Linked DNA regions of Rattus norvegicus: region 1 is linked to region 2. A link is a contact called in public Hi-C data. All regions are on one chromosome and are shown on one strand. The core of a region is the stretch at or near the end of the contact, and the rest is flanking DNA. Distances in the headings are between cores, read along the strand shown.

Region 1 (4,599 bases), core at 1,719-4,218, 200 kb before region 2:
TGAAAGCCCTTAGCATGGCAGCAGGGACCAGACCCGCATAGTGACAAAGCTATGGGGTCCTTGAAGATGGGCTTCATGTTAACCCAGTGTCTCCAGACTAGATGGTCTGAAGCCCTGCTTCCCCCTGGGCAGGGATTACAGGCCAAAGCTGAGACTTCCCTCCTCATTCTCAGGCTCTGGCTGAGTGGTTAACAGGGCAAGTCACCTCAAAAGCTCCACGTTCACACCCTCTCTCCCCATCCCCAAGAACTTGCACAACAACTTGAATAGAAGTTGCCTGCGAACATGAAAAATGGTTTGTGTTTTGTAGCCAGTGTTCAACAGTGCTGCTGCTTAGATGGGTAGACTCAAACACCTGGCCTCAGTTTCCCCCTTTACTAAAGCAGTTTCAGAGCAGAACCCCTTCCAGGAACCCATGCCTACACAAACAGGGTGTTCCAAAGAGGGTGGTATCAGGAGGAAGTGGGGTGAGGCAGAATAAAGGTGACTCTGGGTCACAACCAGCACACTGACCCCAAGCAGGCACAGAGAAGCATGAGGGTCAGGGCACTCGGCCTGAGCAGCTGTCTTCCTGTCCCTAGCTACTGTGGCTGTGGGAGGGACACAGAAAGCCACTGCGGATGAGGCCTTCCCACCTGAATTCAGAACAAAATGGACACTCTGTGACTGCCCCTCCTTGCTGGGTGTCTGGGGGATGCTGGTTTAATATCTCTTAATATCATCTATGAGATGTGGGGTCCCCATCCTTCCTCACGAGTGCCTCCTATCTCTTCCCCACCCCACTCCACCGGAACAACATGGTGCTGCCTCAGACTCTTTGCACGGGCTCTTCTGCAGGACTCAAAAAGCAGCACTGATCACTCCTTAAAATGGCCTCAACACCCCAACACTCTACATGTTCTCCTGACTCCAGCTTTCTTTATGAGACAGGGTCTTCCTACATAGACCAGACTGGTCTGTAACTCAGACTCTTCCTGCCTCAGCCTTCAGGATACTGAGACAACTCCAAGGCACGGCACATGACCCAAATGACTTATTTATTATTAATTTGCCTCTTCTTGCTTAAGCCACAGTACTACCTAGAGCCTTGACAGCTTCCACAGGTGTGCAGGGACCTGTGGGACCCGTGCTGGCCAACTGCGACATCACTCTTTTATGGAGTACTCACAGACACTTGGGGCAGTAAGTGAGCACAGAGAAAAGCCAAGAATAATTCATGAAGACCCTGCCTCTAGCCAGGAGCCTCTGTCCTCTCTCTCCAGCAGATGGGGCTGTCACAAGTCCAGGCTGTGAGTTGGGATGAGAGGCACCCGTAAAGGTCCTGGACCCAGAAAGGTCAAAGTCAGGGACATCAAGTGGAGGCAGCCAGACTTGAGTCTTGAAGAAGAAAAGCTAAGGCAGAGAGCACTTAGGACAGAGGGGACTCTAGGTGAGGGCGCTGTTTGTACGAAGGCGACAACAGAAACCTGAAAAATATTCTGACTTCCCAACGATCCTACAGGATTTTTTTTTTTTTTTGCCTTGGACTGAGCCAGAGGCTGCCACTAAGGGGCAGGTGGTGTTCCTCCGGATTCTTCCAGGAACCCACCACAGTCCCCACGGCGGCAGGTGGCGGCCTTTCTCCAGGAGCCTCCACACGGGAGACACAACTGTGTAGGTGTTCCCGCAAGCCAGGGACGTCTATACTCCCACCAGGCCCCCATCCAGAAAGTTTGTTTAAAAGAAACGAAACAGGAAGTCCGTGCTGGGGGACTTTAAGGAGGCCTTGGTCATGTGTTTTGGGTCAAAGTGGGAGTGGGTCCTGGGCCTATCCCTGCTCCTCCACCTCACAGGCGGGAGGAGAAGCCCGCTCCATCCGGGATGCAAGAAGGCGGCGAGAGGGGAGCTGAAGCGAGCGGCCGGCCTCGAGGTGCCCCGAGGATGGTACGCGGAGTATTTTCTGCGCACTCTATGGGACCCCAATCCATCCTGCGCCAGGCAATGGCGCCACCCCTCACAGCTGACCGCGCGGTTTGGATGAGAGAGTTTCCCGGGTCCACCTGCAATACCCTCCGGACACCACCACCCCCGACTGGGGTCAGGCCCAACCACTTTTCCGCGCGCTCCTCTCCAGCAGGGACTCTGGAGTGTCACCGGCTTTGCCCCTTCCCCCTCTGATCTATCCTCATCTCCGTGCCGAGGACACTCCCCTACTTTGTGAGGCGGGAGTCGGCGACTCCTTCAGCCCGGGGCACCCACACAAAAGGTCTGGCCAGACTAGTAGACAGCAGGAACCCCTCCACCTTCTCCGCCCGCGTCCCCGTGGGGGCGAGGACCCGGAAACTCCCAAGTTTACACCGCGCAATCCTCGGGCTAAGAAACAAAGGCGGGAGGGGGGGCGGTGGCGACAAAGGGGGAGGGGACCGAGAACCAAGCGCGGAAGACAGAGACCCTGCGATAAAAGAAACTGCTTTACTCTCCGCTCTCTCTAGCTCCGAATCAAAGAGATAAAGCCCGGAGGAGGCCAAAGGCAAAAATAAACGGCCCCGGGGGAAGGAGGTGGCGGAGAAGAGAGCTGGGGGAGAGAGGGAAACCAAGTCAGTGCAAGGGGACAAACAAAAAAGGACGGAGGACAGTGCCACGAGGAGCTCAGCGGGGGTTCCGGGCGCCCGCCGACCCGCAGGTGCCAAGCTGTCCGGGCGCCCGGCTGTCGCTCGCAAGGTGCTCGCTGCCCCGGGCGGTTCCTAAGGCCCCCCGGCGTCCCCGGGCTGCGCTGCGCAGGCAGCGGCCGGCGCGGTGGCAGCGGCGGAGAAGTGTGAGGCTAGTGGCTGCCGGCAGTCGACTTACGGGGTGCTGCGCTCGCGGTGCTGGCGTGCCCAGCGGACGCTCCGGCCCGGGGAGTCTCACATCGCGGCGCCGCGCTGGGCAAGCAGGGCAGGGCAGGGCAGGGCAAGCTGGACTCAAGTCGCTGCCGGGCTCGCCCGAGTCTGGCGGCCCGCACTGGTCCCTCCTCTAGTGCCACGCACAAGCCAATGGCGCGCCGTCCCCTCCCACGCGCTGGGCTGCCTCGCCCCCGAGGTGGCCGGGGCGGGCACAGAGGGGTTGGGGGGGACGGACCCAGAGCTGCAACGGAGGGCCTACCGGGAGCCGCCTGCGGAGGGCGCACCCACGCTTGGCTAGGGGATCCCCGGGCAGGGACATCCTGCCGCTGCGCCACCCAGGACTTTGTCGGAAGTTCTGAAGACAGCGCCCCTTTCCTCCCGGACTGCAAACATACCCCTATGGATTTCTAAAACACCCATTCAAAGGCCTAGGCCGGTGTCTAAGATGGAAGGAAGGGAACCAGCTTTAGTCCGTAGCCGCCCCCACCCCCACCCCCGTGTAAAACAACACGGTTAACGGCAATCGTCACCGTTTACTAAAAACACTTTCAAGAATAAAATCTTAGGGTTCTCAACAGTCTAAGAGAATATATAGGACTAGTCCCAGTTCACAAAACTTTGAGTCATTCATACTTAGCCTAGAGCTGAAGATATTGGAAAATCTGTCACCTAGGCCACCCTTATCTCTCCAGTTTGGTGTAAATTCCAAATGACAAGAACTCTCACCCACTGAGACTTTCTACCTCAGTCAGTCGCTGTATCATGTGCTTCACGTGGCAGGGTTGGGTCAATCTGTGGCTTTAGAGTATTTTGTTGGTGGAATCAAACAGCCCATGCCAAGAGAGAGTACCAGGTGAGTCTTGAGGGGTCCTGAATGGTCTTCAGGAGTCTCTCAAACTAAAAAGACAGCACCTACAACCCCCATCCCATGTCTGGCTCTGGACTCCTTGGGAAACCCTTTATAGCAGTTGATTGCCCAGGGCCCTGCTTCCTGCTGAGAGCAACCTCTGGATCTTGCCTTCTGGCCTGATGGGAGATAATCTCAGCAGACTTGGAAGGAGGGTGGGGATGGAGAGAAGCAAGACTGAAGGTTAAGAACTGGGGCAGAGACAGAGAGTGGCTGCCGCTTACCCTGACCCAACTAAGTGTGCCTCTGGCTCCTGAGTTAAGCTTTGCTTTTCTGCTCCAGGCTACAGAACAAGAATACCCGGATTCAAATCCTGGCTCTGTCTTTTAGCTTAGCCCTATGTAAGTTACCTAACCTCTCCAAGCCTTGCCTCCTAACCTACAAAGGGGTGTGAATTTATAACATGAAGTGCCCTGTGGCTGTTGCTAGGATTTCCAGTTAGAGCAGCAAGCCATGTTAACCAAGCCTGACCATGTGTGAGGGACCAACCTACCAGGCAGGCTTCATGGCCCTTGAAATGCAAGAAGTAAACAGAACAGTGCCTGGTGCATAGCAAGCCAGCTCTCAGTGGCTGTTAGCCTCCTGATTACCAAGGCAACTAAACTCCCTTCCCACAGTGCCACCCGCTTTTGCTGAACACCTGGCTAGTGATGACCAGTTAATGAATGAATCACTCAGACAGTCACGTCTGGATCAGGCCTGCCTCGAGGTGTGTGGAGTGAAGTGCACATCCAAGCCTCCTGTCCTTGACCGAGAGCTTCATCGAGGCCTGGTTCAGTCTCGCCTCTGGACAGAGATGGGATAACAGATTCATTGTTGCACTACGGTCAT
Region 2 (4,354 bases), core at 1,788-4,287:
GCTGGGTCTGCCGCCCCACAGTCTGTTGGGTCTGCAAAGCACATGAATGGAGTACTGCAGCTGCAGAAAAGGCCAAGGCTGGCTGAGGAAGATGCTTGAAGGTTGAGGAAGAGTTAACCAGGCCTGGTGTGAGGAGGGGAGGGGAAGGCGAGCAGGCTGGGAACAGCATGTACAAGGCCCACATCAGGAAGGCGCTTGGCACGTTCCAGGAACTGCAAAGGCCAGGGAAGCCCCATCATAGCCGGTAGGGGGAGGGGCACCACCACAGCAGCCAAGTGGCAGGCCAGGGAGAGAGCTTTCTTCATGATTGTCTGGTCACTCTGTGCTTTGTCCTCTACTCTCCAGTCTTCCGAGCTTAATCTACTTCCGTTCAGTTCCTGCTTCTTGGTGCTCACCTGAGACTGAGACCGGCTGGGCCCCCCTCTCCTGCCTCCTTTCCCGTTCTCTTCTGGCTCCCCTGCCCCACCCATTTTGTTTCCCTGTGTTCCCACCTTCTTGCTTCCTGGGACTTCAGCCAGTCTAGTTGGAGTTCACCAGAAGGGGGAGCCATTGGAGTCCATCCCTGAAGAATTCCACCCCACCCTCCCACTTGTTCACACACCCACACCCTTCCTCATCTGCTGTCCTCGATGGAGTCCTGTGAGCAAGGCAGGAGGATCTAAGCATTCAGCCAGCAGGAAAGCGGTTCACCCAGTCCGACTTCCTCCCTGGCCCTTTGCCATGGGGACCTGTTTATTTCCTGTTTGGCTGAGGTCTCTGACAGGTGGCCACTCACAAAGTCAGCCTCAGGAGTAGAAGAGAGTGTTCACGATGAGGCAGACTTCCTCGTTAGCTAGTTGAGGCAAATAATCTTCCAGAAAATGAAGGGGGCCCTGAGGCATCAGAACCAGACTTGAGCCTGGATCTGGCAGCGTTTGCTGGAGCCTCAAATCGGGCAGCATCGGGAAAAGCTTATTTCCTGAATCCTGCCCTAGCCACCACTCCATCTCCTAGAGATCAAAGCTGATGAGGTTAGCAGAGGTAACATGGGCTGCAGGAGCTCCCACATCTAATAGTCACAAGCCTTAGCCTGACTGGGCTTGGAAAAGGGGTAATGGCAGCTCAGAGTGTTCCTTCCCACCCTTTCTGGCACCCCAAGAGGATGGCTGCCATTTATAGAGCATGCTCAGGAAGCAGTAGGCTCCCACTGTGCCAGCATCAGGAAACCTACGGACCTGTGTAAATCAAGCATTCATGAGTAGGCCATGATGTGTCTGACCTCACAGCCCACCTCGCGGGGACAACAGGGCTAATGGCTTGCCCTTCATAATCCTGCTGAATCCTGCACCTACCGTTCCCTCTCATCTTCAGCCATCTGGCATCTAGCTCCCTGCAGTGGTTAGGATTCCAGCAAGGCCACAAGGTGGCCCCAAGCAACCTTGACAGTCCTTCCCTTGTGGAGACTGGTGCTCACAGAGAGCAGCTTAGCACCTCTTACAGGGTGACTCGGTCAGCTCTGCCATGCACCGTAGTGGGAGCCCCACTAGGAGCCCAGCCAGGGCCCCAGGGATTCAGCAAAGCAGACACCATTGTTTTTTTGAAGGTAGTGAAATATAATCAGGGTCATGAACCCTTAGACTGGCATGGCTGCCACTGGAGATGGGGCCTCCTTGGACTGGACTCCTTTCCTGGAATGTAGCTGCTTCTGTGGGAAGAAGGGAACCAGCTCCTGCTCATCCTTCTACCAATACTGGACCTCCATACCTCAGGGACTTAGAAGCTGGCATTTCTCTGTGTGTGGTGCCAGTACAGGCTAAGGGGTGTACAGCAGGGAGTTTCAGAGGCGAGCCTGTGACCCGGGCTGCCCCTTCGCCCTTTTGTAATCATCTGTCCTTCTCTCCTTGTACACTCCAAGATGATGAAGATGAGAAAGCTCCTGGGCCCTCACAGCAGCCTCTTCGGATGCCCCTGCTACGTTCTCCAGAGGAAGAGGCCCTCCTGGCCAGGCCCACACTGCTCTGTTCATCTTCCTCAGACCAGTCCAAGATGCTGGGCCCTAAGCCAGAGGTCCTGCCCCATCCCTCACTCCAGGCCCAGGCATGCAGGACCCCAGAGCCACATCCCAATTCACCCACCATGAGCCTGGACTGGCATCTCCTGCATGCCCGTGCCCATCAGACCGAAATGTTCCAGAAGTTCTGCCAGGAGCTGGTGACTGTGCACCAAGACATGGCTGACAGCATGCATGTTATCAGCCAGGCTATGGCTGAACTGAACAGCCGTGTTGGTCAGATGTGTAAGACACTTATGGAGATCCGAGATGCAGTTCAAGCATCTCAGCATGGGCCAAAAGGGGCAGCTCCCATTGACTGCACTTTCCAGGCTCAGGCATCCCTGCCGGACCCTACAGCAGCTTGCCCAGAACCAGCCCCAACACGGACTACCAGGTCTCGGAAGAGAAAGCACAATTTCTAACATGGCCAGTTTGCATAAGGAGAAGCAATGCCGGTGGTGTCTGGCCTTGAGATGGGGGAGTCCCTTGTGTCCAGAAACGAGACCGATGACCCTGGGGCACAGTCATCTCTTCACCTGATGCAGTACAGCTTCCTGTGCTTTAACAGAGTGGGTATACAGCCCACCCCCATATCTCAGGAAGATGCTCAAGACACAAGAAAAGCTGCCTGCTTGAATGCTTGCTTGGCCTAGAAGGTTGCTCTCCTCATGGCCTGTATCCTGTAGCCTACGGAACAGGCCTTGCTGGGGCAGGGGGGCAGCATCCAACAGAATCTTGCTTCCAACTCAGGGCTGCAGCAGAGCTAACCTCCCAGGTCCTGATTCTGCCCTGTTCCCAGGTGGCGCGGCCTGTGGGTGGGCGGGGCTGGCTCAGCTGGGTGGGTGGGGCTGGCTCAGCTGGGTGGGTGGGGCTGGCTCAGCTGGGTGGGCAGGGCCCTAGCCTTGGTCCTGCGCTTGCCAGACATTGCTCAGCTGCTGTGCTTGCCTTTTGTGGGAGGAAGGAGAATGGGCGTGTGAGGAGGGGAAAGAGATGATCTGGCATTCTTAGCATACTGTAAGCTTTTCCCCAGCCTGCACATGACAGGCCATCTCAGGGAGCTTTCTGAGCAGTGAGAAGGCAGCCAAGTCAGTCTTTGCAATCACTGATTACTGGTCATTCCAATCCTAGTCATGCATCTCAGGGTTCAGAAACAACACAGCCATGTAGTGGGGACCTGGCCAGCTTTCATCAAGAGGCCAGATGTGGAGTGCTAATAGATGGGGATCTTCTCCTCACCCAAGCCCTGCCTTAGCTTCCACAGTTGGAAGAGGGAACAAAAACAGCATGGGGATGATTCTGCCAGCCTGTGATGCCTTGAGTCTCACAGCCAGCGGTGGGAGGTCCCGGGCTCAGGCCTCGGGAGCCAGCAGGCACACTGTCCACTCACTGGCTCTGAATAAGGCCGAGACCAATGAGGCTGTGTCCAGTCCATCTCCCAGCATGCTTTGCCTCTGCTTGCTTAGGCTGTATGTTCACTTAGCCATACACACTTCTAGCTTTGTGTTTTGCTTAAGGGACATGGTCAGAGAGCTGGGTTCTTGAGTTAGGGAGGAGAAACTAAGCCAAAGGCTTCACTCTGACCTAGGTGCAGCTTTGTCCTCCCTCCCTGGCCTGAGGCCGACCCCAGCAGACCTTTCACACCCTTCCTTTCTTCCTGAGAAACTAAGTGGACCTGGAAGCCCACTGGACCCAGTGCCCACTGAGGCTGTTGCTGGAGTTGTTTATAAACACACACCATGCTTTGTCTTACATGAAATGATAAACGGATGGCTCCTGCTGTGTCCCTGGGCCCTGGGCTTCATTGCCCCAATTTGTGGTTCTTTGGTGGTTCCTGCCCCATCAAACTGCATATTGTCTTGTCCAGTAATAGCCTGGTGCCTGGATTGCCCATCTATGCTGGAACCCAAGATGGCCTTCTCAAATAATTTTGTTAAGATGACAATAAAATGAATCAGATGTCACACTTTGAACACAGCCAGGCTCCAGAATCTTTTTTTTTTTTTTTAGTGTGTATTCTCTTTCTTCATATCCCAAGGAGACCCCACAAGTCTCCAGAGCAGGGGTTAGACGCTTAATGGAAAGTGTGTGGCGACGAGGGTTCTGTGGTCCTTGCATATCCTGGATTCCATAGACTCCCCATGGGCACACCCAACCCCATGCTTGCCCTGCAAAGGAAAGACAGTGTAGGCCAAAGGCAGCTGAGCATCCACGGCTGCTAGGTCAACTTTTCTTTTGTCCTGCACATCAAAGGTGACATAATGTTCAGTGAGTTTAACCTTGTGCTCCCCAAAAGTGTTGCAGTTTCCAGGGAGTGAAATAGTT

The links. A called contact is a pair of places that touch in the nucleus more often than the background predicts.
Region 1: a contact with region 2 is called in a Hi-C map of psoas muscle, with 2.3 times the contacts expected there. The contact joins the promoter of Tp53i11 here to the enhancer-like site in region 2. A contact is called at or near these places in 4 of 12 Hi-C or Micro-C datasets (the A7r5 cell line, mammary epithelial cells, prefrontal cortex and 1 more).

Annotation. Positions count from the first base shown.
Region 1 is chr3:99,598,669-99,603,267 of GRCr8, reverse strand. Tp53i11 (tumor protein p53 inducible protein 11) reads right to left here and starts at 2,968. Exons shown (of 8, transcript NM_001107749.2): 1 at 2,827-2,968.
Region 2 is chr3:99,399,949-99,404,302 of GRCr8, reverse strand. The region is part of intron 5 of Prdm11 (PR/SET domain 11); the gene reads left to right. LOC134486127 (a long non-coding RNA gene) reads right to left here. Exons shown (of 3, transcript XR_010064857.1): 3 at 3,997-4,197. Among named protein-coding and RNA genes, the nearest start is that of Prdm11, 58 kb to the left of the region's middle. Within about 2 kb of position 3,037, at least 20 of the 93 cell types and tissues checked have an H3K27ac peak or open chromatin away from gene starts, as enhancers often do.